4 separate regions of the Mus musculus genome follow, and regions 2, 3 and 4 are each linked to region 1. The links are chromatin contacts, called in public HiChIP or PLAC-seq and promoter capture Hi-C maps. All regions are on one chromosome and are shown on one strand. The core of a region is the stretch at or near the end of the contact, and the rest is flanking DNA. Distances in the headings are between cores, read along the strand shown.

The links. Promoter capture Hi-C pulls out the DNA fragments that hold promoters and counts their contacts. HiChIP or PLAC-seq counts read pairs in DNA pulled down with a chosen protein or histone mark.
Region 2: a promoter capture Hi-C map of embryonic stem cells shows a contact between it and region 1, with 4 times the contacts expected there. The contact joins the promoter of Atpaf1 here to the promoter of Tal1 in region 1. A contact is called at or near these places in 11 of 39 promoter capture datasets (the HPC-7 cell line, HPC-7-derived erythroid cells, cranial neural crest and 5 more), 1 of 115 datasets of contacts at active chromatin or transcription factors (embryonic stem cells) and 2 of 9 other capture datasets (adipose tissue and embryonic stem cells).
Region 3: an H3K27ac HiChIP or PLAC-seq map of embryonic stem cells shows a contact between it and region 1, with 13 times the contacts expected there. The contact joins the enhancer-like site here to the promoter of Tal1 in region 1. A contact is called at or near these places in 8 of 39 promoter capture datasets (cranial neural crest, embryonic stem cells, frontonasal cranial neural crest and 3 more), 1 of 15 datasets of contacts at CTCF or cohesin (stem cell-derived epiblast-like cells), 36 of 484 Hi-C or Micro-C datasets (B cells, cardiomyocytes, cerebellar granule neurons and 16 more), 13 of 115 datasets of contacts at active chromatin or transcription factors (astrocytes, craniofacial prominence, embryonic basal ganglia and 5 more) and 2 of 9 other capture datasets (embryonic stem cells and liver).
Region 4: a contact with region 1 is called in a promoter capture Hi-C map of embryonic stem cells, with 5 times the contacts expected there. The contact joins the enhancer-like site here to the promoter of Tal1 in region 1. A contact is called at or near these places in 2 of 39 promoter capture datasets (both in embryonic stem cells), 1 of 15 datasets of contacts at CTCF or cohesin (stem cell-derived epiblast-like cells), 4 of 484 Hi-C or Micro-C datasets (all in embryonic stem cells), 11 of 115 datasets of contacts at active chromatin or transcription factors (craniofacial prominence, embryonic forebrain, embryonic hindbrain and 5 more) and 1 of 9 other capture datasets (embryonic stem cells).

Annotation. Positions count from the first base shown.
Region 1 is chr4:115,056,426-115,059,168 of GRCm38.p6, forward strand. It overlaps Tal1 (T cell acute lymphocytic leukemia 1), which reads left to right and starts at 1,386. Exons shown (of 5, transcript NM_001287388.1): 1 at 1,386-1,446. Gm33786 (a long non-coding RNA gene) reads right to left here. Exons shown (of 2, transcript XR_376559.3): 1 at 1,632-2,743; 2 at 1,197-1,484.
Region 2 is chr4:115,783,684-115,786,383 of GRCm38.p6, forward strand. It overlaps Atpaf1 (ATP synthase mitochondrial F1 complex assembly factor 1), which reads left to right and starts at 1,323. Exons shown (of 9, transcript NM_001369233.1): 1 at 1,323-1,621. The coding sequence starts at 1,368.
Region 3 is chr4:115,953,446-115,956,145 of GRCm38.p6, forward strand. No RefSeq gene overlaps it. Among named protein-coding and RNA genes, the nearest start is that of Dmbx1, 15 kb to the left of the region's middle. Within about 2 kb of position 1,431, at least 6 of the 459 cell types and tissues checked have an H3K27ac peak or open chromatin away from gene starts, as enhancers often do. A contact at or near this core is called in embryonic stem cells and epiblasts, where this site is marked.
Region 4 is chr4:115,978,323-115,981,025 of GRCm38.p6, forward strand. No RefSeq gene overlaps it. Among named protein-coding and RNA genes, the nearest start is that of Gm38492, 8.7 kb to the left of the region's middle. Within about 2 kb of position 1,344, at least 20 of the 459 cell types and tissues checked have an H3K27ac peak or open chromatin away from gene starts, as enhancers often do.

The DNA of each region.
Region 1 (2,743 bases), core at 136-2,635:
GCTGAACGAGCATCTGGGAGGCGGAGATCCGAGTCGGGTTGTTTGTAGGGAGCGGGAATCCCGAGGGGCCAGGGGTGGGGAACGGGCGGAACCCGCCGGGTCCCAACGTGAGCGCTCAGCCCTCTCCTCTGCGCATTCCTGGGCCATCCCAGCGCCGCAACCCGTCCCCGCTCCCTCCGGAGAAATTGCCAAATTAAAATGAATCATTTGGCCCATAATGGCCGAGGCGCTTATCGGGGGCGGGCGGGCCCGAGGCGGCTCCTTATCTCGGCGGCGCACACGGCCGGCGCTAACGAGGCCGCGGGCGGGAGCGGGATTAGAGCGCGCGGCGAGGCGCGGGCGGGGGCTGCCCAACATGGCCACGCACACCCCCAAGGCGCAAAACGTGAGCGTCCCGGCCTTCTTCCCAGGGCCGGGAGACAGTCGCCTCCCGTGGAATTGCCCGTCCGTTTCCTCCGTCTTTCCCCATGCGCACTCCAGCCTCGGCTCCCTCTCCCCCGTCTCTTCCCGGGGGGCACTTTCCACGACGCCCCTCCGCTGCCCCTCCCGCCGGGGAGACTCTCTTCCTTCCTTCCCCTTTTCCCCTTGCGCAATAGACAGAAAAGCGCAAGGCGCTGGCGGCTTCCATTGCTTCTGGGCGGTGTGTGCGGGCGGCCGGGTTGAGAGTGCTTGCGTGAGCGGCAGGCTGCGGTGGCTACTCCCCGCGTGGGCTTTTGGCGATAGGTCGTGTGCGGGAGTGTGAAACCCTGCGCTGTCTGGGTGTGGAGATTCCGACCTCTCTGCGTTTTATTCGTTGTATGTAAATTGCCCTGTTTCTTTTCTCCACAAGGTCGGTCTGGTGTATCGCAGTGTGTGGCCTTGGACAAAGTGTTAGGCTGGTTTCGTTATGTCGGGCGGGTGTGATCCTCACCCTGTGAGGTTGTGTGTCTGTGAGCGTTTGCGTGTGACTGATGTCGCTGTGTCATGTTGGACAGTATGCCGGTCTGCCTACACCGGCTTGTGGGACAGAGCTAGCTCGTGTTCATCTGCTTCCCTCCTCTGGGCCTGGACCATGTGTGGTCCTGTCCAACAAGAGTCCTATGCCTGTGTGCCTGTGTCCTTTAGAGGTGCGTTTGCAAATCGCTGGGGGCGGGAGTGGGGGGAGGGCGAGCGAGAGATCGAGGCGCTGGTGGGGGCGTCAGCATGGGGGCGGGGAGTGGGATTTCACATTTTATTCCAAATTATGATGTATTCGGGAGCCAGTGTTGGCTCGGATGGGCGGACAGAGCCCAGTGGGCGGCAGCTCTGTCCGGAGGCTGTCTGTGCCTTGGTGTTGCGGGGGTCCCCTGGTGTGTGCGGGGGGAATCTTCTAATCTGGAAGATGAGCCGCGCTCGCTGAGGCCAGCGTCTTCCCGCCCGCAGCGCCAGGCCTGGATTCGCGCTGCCCCTGGGTTTCGCCTATTTCTGGTCAGTTTCGCGGGTGCGTCCGCGGTGGTTGGGAGAGGCTGGGAAAGACAATGGGCACATTTTCCAGGTCTGGTGCCAGGGGTGGGGGTCCTCGGGATCGTCCCGGGGGACATTTTCTCAGTCCCTTTCCCATCCCGGTCCAGTCAGACCCCCTAGCAGGTTAGCTGCCCTTGGAGTCCACTTACGTTGGAAGGACCGCTTCAGGGCCACCTTAGCTGGACAAGAAGGATCGCGTTTTCCCCTTTTACTGCGATTGTTAATACCTTCGTCATCATCACCATCACCCTTAATATCCGCTTTTAATTAAAACAATCGAACAAAAAGCTCACCAGTTCTACCCTTTAGCTTCTTTGGAGGGAGAACAAAGCAGTCCTGTCCTGTCTTAGGCCCCTCCCTAGCTGCTTTTTTTTTTTTTCCCCTAACTTGCCAGGTTTGGGGTAGGGAAAGAAAATGAAGAGGTAGTCAGAATAAAGAGTCACTCCATAAAACAAACATTAGCCTCAAGTAACAACGGGAACGAGTGTATTCCCCGCGTCTCCCCTCCTCTTCCCTCCTTCTCTGGATTAGCAAGGAGAAAGAAAACCTCCCGCACTGAATTGAAAGCCAGGGAGGAGGCAGTTCTGAGCTTCCGCCAAAGCCGCAGCGGAGAGAAGGAAGCCTTCGCAATTAACCCAAGACTTCGATGTGCCATTGGGCGGTGGACATCTCAGGCAAAACAATTAAAAAAAAAAAAGGAGGCGAAAAATAAAAGCAAACGAAATCCAGCTACCGCTCTTGGAAGTGGCGTCGGTCTGCTTTGGCCCGTCTTTCCTTTTGCTTTGTTTATCGCTGCGAAACAGTATAAGAGGTGTAAGAGTTAACTCTCATCTACTGCCAGTCAAAACCCCGAAAGTCGAAAATCTTTTGCAAAGGTGGTGGAAGAAATGGTGAAATACCTTCCTTTATATCTCTGCATCCATTAGAAAGAAAACAAGGGACCCAGCTAAAACAGATAGAGCTCTCTCTCTCTCCCTTTCATCCCTGCAAGGGAAATAGGATCTTTGGAAACAGGTTCTGCCTTGTCCTGGGCAGGAACTTGAAAGATGGGGTCATGAGGAGTATGGGACCAGGGCTCCCAGGTTCTGACCCAGCAGCCAGGGCCTGAAAACTCTTGGGTTTTTGTTGTTGTTGTTGTTGTTGTTTTTGTTTTTGTTTTTGTTTTTCCATCCCGTTCTCTCCACCCTCGTCAAATAGAGAATTACATCTTCCTGCTCTGGCTAAGCCTGGGCTAAGGTTGTGGGGGCAACCCGCATAGAGA
Region 2 (2,700 bases), core at 73-2,572, 730 kb after region 1:
CTCGAAAAACCAAAAAAAAAAAAAAAAAAAAGACTGGAAAGGGTTGGGGATTTAGCTTAGTAGAGTGCTTACACAAGGCCCTGGGTTCAGTCCTCAGCTCTGGGTGGGGGAAGAGTAAAGATAGACTATAAGGAGGAATGGGGGAGAGATGGCTCAGCAGCTTAAAAGCACTTGCCCTGTGAGCCTGGAGAGCTGAATTAGATCAGCTGGAAAGGAGTTGGAAACTGGAAAAGAAGGAGAGAGCCTATTTCACAAAATTGTCTTCTGATTTCCACATGTGCTTCACCACACTTGAACACAATTTTTTTTTTTAAAGGATGGGGAGGTTTCTCTAGAGGTCTCTTTGAGGCGCTGAGAGAACTGAGTTCCAGATGAGGAGGAGGCAATGCATGCCTGTTTGAGCAGAGGAAACAGCACGTGGAAAAATTCTGAGCCAGGTACAGGCCAGCAAAGTCAGACTTCCATATCTCCCAATGCACTGTCCCAGCATCGAGAGTCTGATGTCTGAGCGCAGGCTGTATTGAACAGAGTTTGGAGTCCCTGTTCCTGCCTCGGGAGAGGTTCCTATCAACTAAGGTCCAGATAAGGACTTCCATGTGACTGCCCTCACATAAGGTCTGCTTTGGATGGTAGCAGGTGAGATACCATTGTTCCTAAGCTCAAGTTTGGTTCAGCAAATGAAGATGGTGACATTTTGGTTGAGAAGGGGAGAGCCCAAATAAAGACTTGTCCAGGATAATTCCTTATGTCTCTGAGGAAAGTAGTTCAATTAAATGCCAGGAAGGAACCCAGACTTCAGAGGCATTGCGTTTTTAAAAAGCTTAGCTTTTAGGTGGAACTTACTACTTTAATGGTTCACAGCCTGTTTAGCTTCTCCATCTGTAAAATGAGGTTAATATCTACTTCATAGGGTATGAGGCCAATGGAACCTTCTGCAAATAGACACTGATAAAGAGAAGCTTCAGCTATGATGTTCAGACATCCTTTGCAGCTAAAGAAACTGTTACAGCTAGTGCCAAGTAAATTTAGAAAAGGGGCAAGCCCTGTGAGAACCCGAAGATGCAAGCCAGCTTTCCAGAAGCCTGGCGCGCAGAGGCTGCTGGTCGGGGGTAGGGGGTGGGGTGAATCCTGGCAGACTCCCGGGAGGAGACGCGCCACGACACCCCTAGAGCGGGTGGGCAGAACCGGGAGCTGCCAGCCCGAAGCGTCGTTGTCCCTTCTCCACTCCAGCACCCGGAACCTTGAGCGCGCGGAACCTCGGTGGCGGAACGCGGGCCTCGCGGACCTTGCGGGAGATGGAGCAGGCGCGCGGGCCGGGGGCCGAGGCTGACGCGCCCGAGGAGGAGGAGGGGGAGTCGCAGGCGGCCATGGCGGCGGTAGTGTCCGCTGCGGGTGGAGCGTGCCCCGCAGTCCTGCAGGTGGCGGGTCTCTACCGAGGCCTGTGTGCAGTGCGCAGCCGCGCCCTGGGGCTGGGGTTCGTGTCACCGGCACAGTTGCGCGTGTTCCCGGTGCGCCGGGGCTCGGGCCTGCCCCCCGAGGGAGCAGACGGCAGTGGGGTCAGCGAGCTGGAAGCGAACCCCTTCTACGACCGCTACCGGGACAAGATCCAGCAGCTGCGCAGGTGCGGTCCTGGTCGGGTGGGGGTGGGGACTCACGACCGGCGGGCAGAGCTTCCGGCATGCACTACTCTCCGGGACGGTGGGCTTGCCCTGGCCCTGCTATACCAATAGTTTGTTTCCAAGTTCAGAGAGGCCAGGCCACTTGCCTAAAGTCACATCTCTGCAGACTCTTTGGGTCTTTCCACAGTCGTCAAAACACTCTTTAAAGCCCTATGAAGAAGACAGCTCAGAGAAAGTTGTCCCCTACTTAGGAAGATGAAAATGAAGACCTTCAGCGAAGGCATTTGATTTGCTCAAGGTCACATGTTGAGTCAGCAGATACCTGCCTGAGAGATCAAGTTCACAGGCTCTCCCAGCTTAGGGCCCTGACTGCCTGGACAAGGAGACTGGGATTGTGGCAAAGACTGATATGATAATGTTACGTTTGTATTGCCCATTGAACCCTCTCACTAAGGAAATGTAGGGATCTGGAGAGAGGTAGAGTCTTGCCCGAGGTCACACAGTTGGTTAAGGTTTATCTGACTGTAACCAGGGTTCCTAAGGCGTCAGCTTCCAGAAGGTAAACCGTGAAGATGAAAGAGGTGTGGCTTAGTAGAAGAGAACTTGCTTACTATGCACTGGGCCTTGAGTTCCATCTCCAGCACTGAGGAGGAAAAGTGTCGTAGGGTTATGGCTGTTAAGGTAGGTAGAGTGGGTGCCTAGTTCCAGGACGAAGGATGAAGGTAAGGAATGGTGGTCTGAGAGTTTGGTGCTATAGGAAGGCACTTCTGAAAGGAAGCCAGACGTTACCGGCTAGAAGTTCTCTGCATTTTGTCTCATTTTAATTCCACTCCCTTAAGTTCTTCGTCTTCACGCGGGGCAGCAGCATCCTCTAACTAGGTGTACTGGCTGGTTTGGTGTGTCAACTTGACACAAGCTGGAGTTATCACAGAGAAAGGAGCTTCAGTTGAGGAAATGCCTCCATGAGATCCTGCTGTAAAGCATTTTCTCAATTAGTGATCAAGGGTGGGAGGACCCATTGTGGATGGTGCCATCCCTGGGCTGGTAGTCCTGGGTTCTATAAGAGAGCAAGCTGAGCAAA
Region 3 (2,700 bases), core at 181-2,680, 900 kb after region 1:
GCGTGCTGAACCAGACAGGTGAGGCTGGCAGGTGCTGGGAGGTGGGGAAAGGCAAGATGGGCGGGCACAAGTGAAGAGAGGAAGAAAGAAGCAGGGGCAGGGGGGCTGCAAAGGGAACAGAGGCCACCAAGGGGGCCCAGGAGACCGTGCCCCCTGCTGCCTTCTACCCACAGTCTACATCTATCCCTGCCCATAAGGCTCTATGTCCAGCCCTGAGGACTGCCAGCCCTGTGACTGATGGCCAGGCCCCTGCTGGGGGCACCGAGGGCAGCCACTCAGCAGAGGCAAACAGCTTGACCGTCTGTGGCCTCTGGACTCTGGGGCATGGTGGAAGCAGTGGGCAGAACAGATTGAGTTCGGCGTGATGCTTAGAAGCCCAGGCTTGGGGGAGGGGAGAGCTGGCTATGGCTCTTTCTTCCCCTTCCTGGATCAGCTAGTCCAACCTCTTCTTCTTCTGGCAAAGCTGGGCTTTAAGAAGTTCAGTCTTGCTGGCCTAGGTGCTCTGGCTTCCAACTTGTCAGACACCCTTCAGGATAGGACAGAGCCAGACAGGATAGGCCTTCTACCCTCTCACCCATTTGCCTGTCCCATAGAGCCAGGCCCAACACCACATTCTACATTTTGCTTCATTTTCTCCCATCCCCTTCAAGCTGTTTTCATGGACAGAAGAGAGGTGTTAACTTGACTCTATTGTATATCATCGAGCCCCAAATGCATGGCTTCCCAAAGCAATGAGCTATTAGAACTCCTCAGTCTCCTGAGGGGCTTCGTTTTCTCTTCAAATTTGGGGTCCAGTTTTGTTTGTTTGTTTGCTTGTTTGTTTGTTTGTTTGACAAGGGCTCATGGAGCCTGGGCTGGCCTTGAACTCACTATGTAGCTGATAATGACCTTGAACTCCTGGTGGTTCTAACCCAGGTACTGGGATATGGGTGTGTGCCACCTCTCCTAGCTCATCATCCTAAAAAGGACAGTTGAAGAGAGGGCAGGGCAAGGAGAAGCACTTAGGATGACAGTGTGTAGCTCTCCTAGGGTCTCAAAGCAACTGGACTGGGTTAGAATCCGACTATTCTGCATTCATGCATCCGGGGTTCTACCCACTATCTCCCCTGCCTCTTCTGTACCTTGTGGTTGGGCTCAGCCTTTTACTACCCTTCCATAAACACATTACACACAGGCCAACAGATCTGCAGCCATGAGGAACTGAGGTAGCCCAGGAAAACAGGCTTGAGACCTAACTTCCTCTCCAAACCCAGGGAAGCTGTCTTGTGGGTAGGTGACCTCTAGGCATCTCAGGATGCTGATACTGAGAAAAGCCAATCAGAACTCCCAAAGAGGAAACACTTAGCAAGCATCCCAGGGAGGAACTGAACAGCTTACTTTCAAGAGGCCGGAAAAGGGAGAGTGGGTGGGAGGACTGCTCCTTGGGGCTCCTTCCAGACCTGAAGCCCCAGGACCCATTGTTTTGGAAATGGAAAAATCACGTGCTCCCTGCTAGAAAGGACCCCACTCCCTCTTCCTCCCAGATCAGTGGTCAGAAGGCTAAAAGGCTAAATAAACTATTTTCTTGACCTTCCTCTAAGGTCTATGGTCCCCAAGGGAGCTTGATATCTGGACCCCAGCCCCAGCCCCACAAACTATTCCCCCCACCCCCACCAAGGCCTCCTCAGTGTCTGGCTGAGCGAGGATGGGACGACAAGGGGCCAGAAAGGGGGCTCATCAACATTTCCAGCAATGCTAATAGACTATCCTCGGCCACATCCTATTACTGCACACCCCCTCCCCAGCCCCCCAGCCTAGCTGGCCTGCGCCTCTCCTCGGCCCCGGGGACCAGGCATCAGATTGGAGTCAAGATTCCGAGAGTGTCATTTGCCGCCGTTGATGGTGCCGATAATAGGGATGGGCGGGCGGGCGGGGAGCCGCAGCGCAGAGGCGGATTCTCTATTAAGACTGCTGCTCAGTGCAGCAGCCAGAAAGAAGCAGGCAGGCCTGCGCTGGGCAGACAAGGCCAGCAGAGTTCCATAATGGGATGGGTGGCTTACCTATGGCATTGTCTGCACCGTTAGTGGGGACCACTCTTAGGAGCAGACATACTGGGCTTAGAGAGTGACAAAGGCCAGGAGAAGCAGGAAGAAACCGGGCAAGGCAAGCTCCAGCTGCCCCTGCAGCACTGTCTGCCTCCCTCTGTCCTTTTCACTACCCGGGACCCAAAGATCCTAGTTGATCAATAGAACAAGATATTTTTGCTCCCTCCTTGACTTCAGTCTTACTGAAAATCAGTCCTCCCAGAGGCCTAAAAAACCTGGAAGAGTGTGATCCTCCAACCAAAAAGCTGAGCTCAGCCACTACGTGTTTTTCAGGGTTTTGGGTTTTTTTCTTTTTTTTCATTTCTTTTCTTTTCTTTTCTTTTCCTTTCCTTTTCCTTTCCTTTCCTTTCCTTTCCTTTCCTTTCCTTTCCTTTCCTTTCCTTTCCTTTCTTTTCTTTCCTTTCCTTTCTTTTCTTTTCTTTCCCCAGAGTTTCACTAGGCAACCCAACCTGGCCTCAAACTCAAAATACTCCTGGCTCAGCCTCCCAGGTGCTGGGATTATAGGTGACAGTGAATGTTGTTCTTATGCCTTGCATACCACCATCACCTTCACCTCCTCCTTTAATGCCACCGACCGCCACCCAAGCCACCCTCATGGGCATCCCTAATCCCTGCA
Region 4 (2,703 bases), core at 94-2,593, 920 kb after region 1:
AGGCTGATTGCAAGCTCACAGCTCGGAGCATAGATAGGTCTATGGGAAATTTCTGAGGGCTCCCTGTCTGTGCTTGCAGAGGAAATCTAGGATGTTAGGGGCCCTGAAGCACTCAGGGCAAAGCCAAGGGCCTCTGGCAGTGACTGCTGGGCTAATGCACAAGGCCTCAGGTCTCTTGCTTCCTGCTTCCTCTCCCACTTCCCCTGTCCCTTGCTGCAAAGAAAGGGCTGGCCTGTCCTCAGCCCCTCTCACCCCCAACCCCCACTCACGCCCCCCACCCCACCCCCGCACACACTGTGCAAGTCTGAAGCAGTCCAATCCCATAGGCCTGTTTTGGGTCTATGCATTTTGCCGTCCTGGTCACATCTAGGCCTAAGTCCCCTCTGGCTACTTCACTCCTCCCTCCATCACTCCCTCCCTCCCTCCCTCCCTGCCTGCCTGCCTGCTAAAAGTTTTACAGAGCTCCCTTGGCAAATGCAGTACTGAGCAAGACAGACAACCATGATGGTGCCCATTGCCTGCTAGAGAAGTCAGGTCCGGATTAAGGAATAGGATGTAGTTAGTGAGTGCTATACTGGAGGCAGGTGCATGTACAGAAGAAGGTACAAACAACGGGCAGGCAAGAAAAGCACTTCCGGAGGAGAGTACCTGGAGTGGGTGAGGAGGTCAAAGAACTTCCAGGGCACAGTGGGATTGGTTTGGCTATTTTTTCTGTCACTGCTGAGGGGCAATGCAAACGCCCCCACTTTGGACTCCACCAACACTGGGTCCCTGTTCCTCACACCTCCTGCCTTTTCCCCAGTGGTTGCTCCTCATGGACAATGCGGCAGCCTGCTCCCCCACTTTCCTGCAAGGATGGAATAACCTCCTGGAGAGGATGCTCATCCTCTCCAGGTCTAGTCTAGAGGCCACCCTTTCCAGGGCTGGGTCCTTAAACAGATATTCAGGGCTTGAAAGTCCCTAGGACCCCACTTCAAACTCACTGCTTTGAAGATGGAAGGGGCCGGGGCTGTTTTTCTCCCTTCCCGACCCTCACTCCTTAAGGTTCCTCAGCCCCCACCCCCACCCCCCGCATCTCCCACTCCTGTCTCTAGACCTCTCTCCCTCAGTCTCGGGCTCCGTGGCTTCAACTCTCCCCCCCCCCCTCCCGTGGCCTCCTCCCCAGCGGGGCGGGGGAAATCGCTCCGTAAATAGGCGGATGGCCCGGGGCGCTCCGGGCGCAGACACTCGTTTTTAGAGCCGGTAATTGACTCCTTTCAGTTGATAATTCATGGCTTGCATATGCGCTTTAATGCGGGCGCCCGGGGAGGCGCGGCAGGCGGGGCGGCCGTGCGCAGAGCGAGCTGCAGCACGGCGGGAGCGATCGGGCCCGCCTGGCGGAGTCCGCACCACCGGGCCCTCGGGTCCAGGTCCCCCCGGAGGGCAGACGCCCGCTCTGCGGTCCTGTCTGCGGAGCAGGACTCTGGGTGGAAAAGGGAAAGGCTGCAGGGGCGAGGCAGGTCTGCACTGGTGAAGCCTTCCAGGAGAAAGCAAGGGCTGGGAACACGGGGACCTCTTCCCCACGCCGTCAAAGGGGAAACTGAGGCTGGAACTGAGGCAATAGTTCTTATCAGCAGTCCACCAAACTCGAACTCTGGCAACCCTATTTCTCAAAGGGTGTGGGTGCGAGGCCTCAGGCCCAGCGGCTGTAGAGATAGATCTCTTCACACCAAGAACTTTTCTTGCTTGTGAATTAAACTCTTCTGAGGTAATGACCCACACTGTTGCTGTCTCACAGACTCCCACCGAGAGGCCAGCTTTTCCCTGAGAACTCTGGATTCTGACACCTAGTCAGGTAGCCTCCTGCCTCACACACTCATAGCTTAGGGAGCCCAAGTCCCTTCCACCTGCTCCTCACCTCTATAGGTCTGCAACCTCCAGAGTCCGTGGCAGAATCTTTAGTGCCCTCTTAGAGATGTTTGGAGGAACTGGGCTTCCTGCCCAAGGTCACACAGTGACAGAGCCAAAGCAGGACCTACCCAAGCCCAGATCAAGCCTCCTTGGCTGCCAGGTTAAGATTGGGAAGGGAGTAGAAGCTGTCCTGTTCCAGAGGATCCTATGTGCACCCCAACACTGACCTCAGGGAGGCCCCCACAGAGGAACTGGGGAACACAGTCACTCAGATCAGCGGTGTTGCTGTGTAATGGGACAGAGATTAAAGTCATGGATGAAGCTGGACTGGGAATAAGGAGAAAAAAGCATTAGCTCAATAGACTAGAGAAAAGCCAGCCCTGAAGGTCTGTCCCCATGACAGTACTTCCTATTTACTCAGCCCCTGGACCTGGCATCCCCTGCTCTCTTTCCTGTAGCTAATTTCATCTTCCCAAAAATTCTACTCCCTCTACCTTAAAACCTGCGAACTTTAACCCAGCGTCAAATTGCCTAACTTGTTCCTGCATCCTCCTCTCTGTCCTTCCAAGAACCGATTTCCTCATCTATGGATTGGAGCTGGAGGATCTGAAGAGGGGAAGGAAGTGCAGTTTGCAATGGGTCTGAGAGCACAAGGCAATGGCTCCGCTGTGTGAAGCTCAATGCTGCCCTCTGTTGTCCATACTTGGTAACCAGCTTTGGAAGGCAGGGACGGGAGGCAGCAGACTAGAGAATCCCTTAACCTTCTTACTAAGCATATGGGGGGCGGGGGGGGGGGCGGGCTCTTCATCAGGG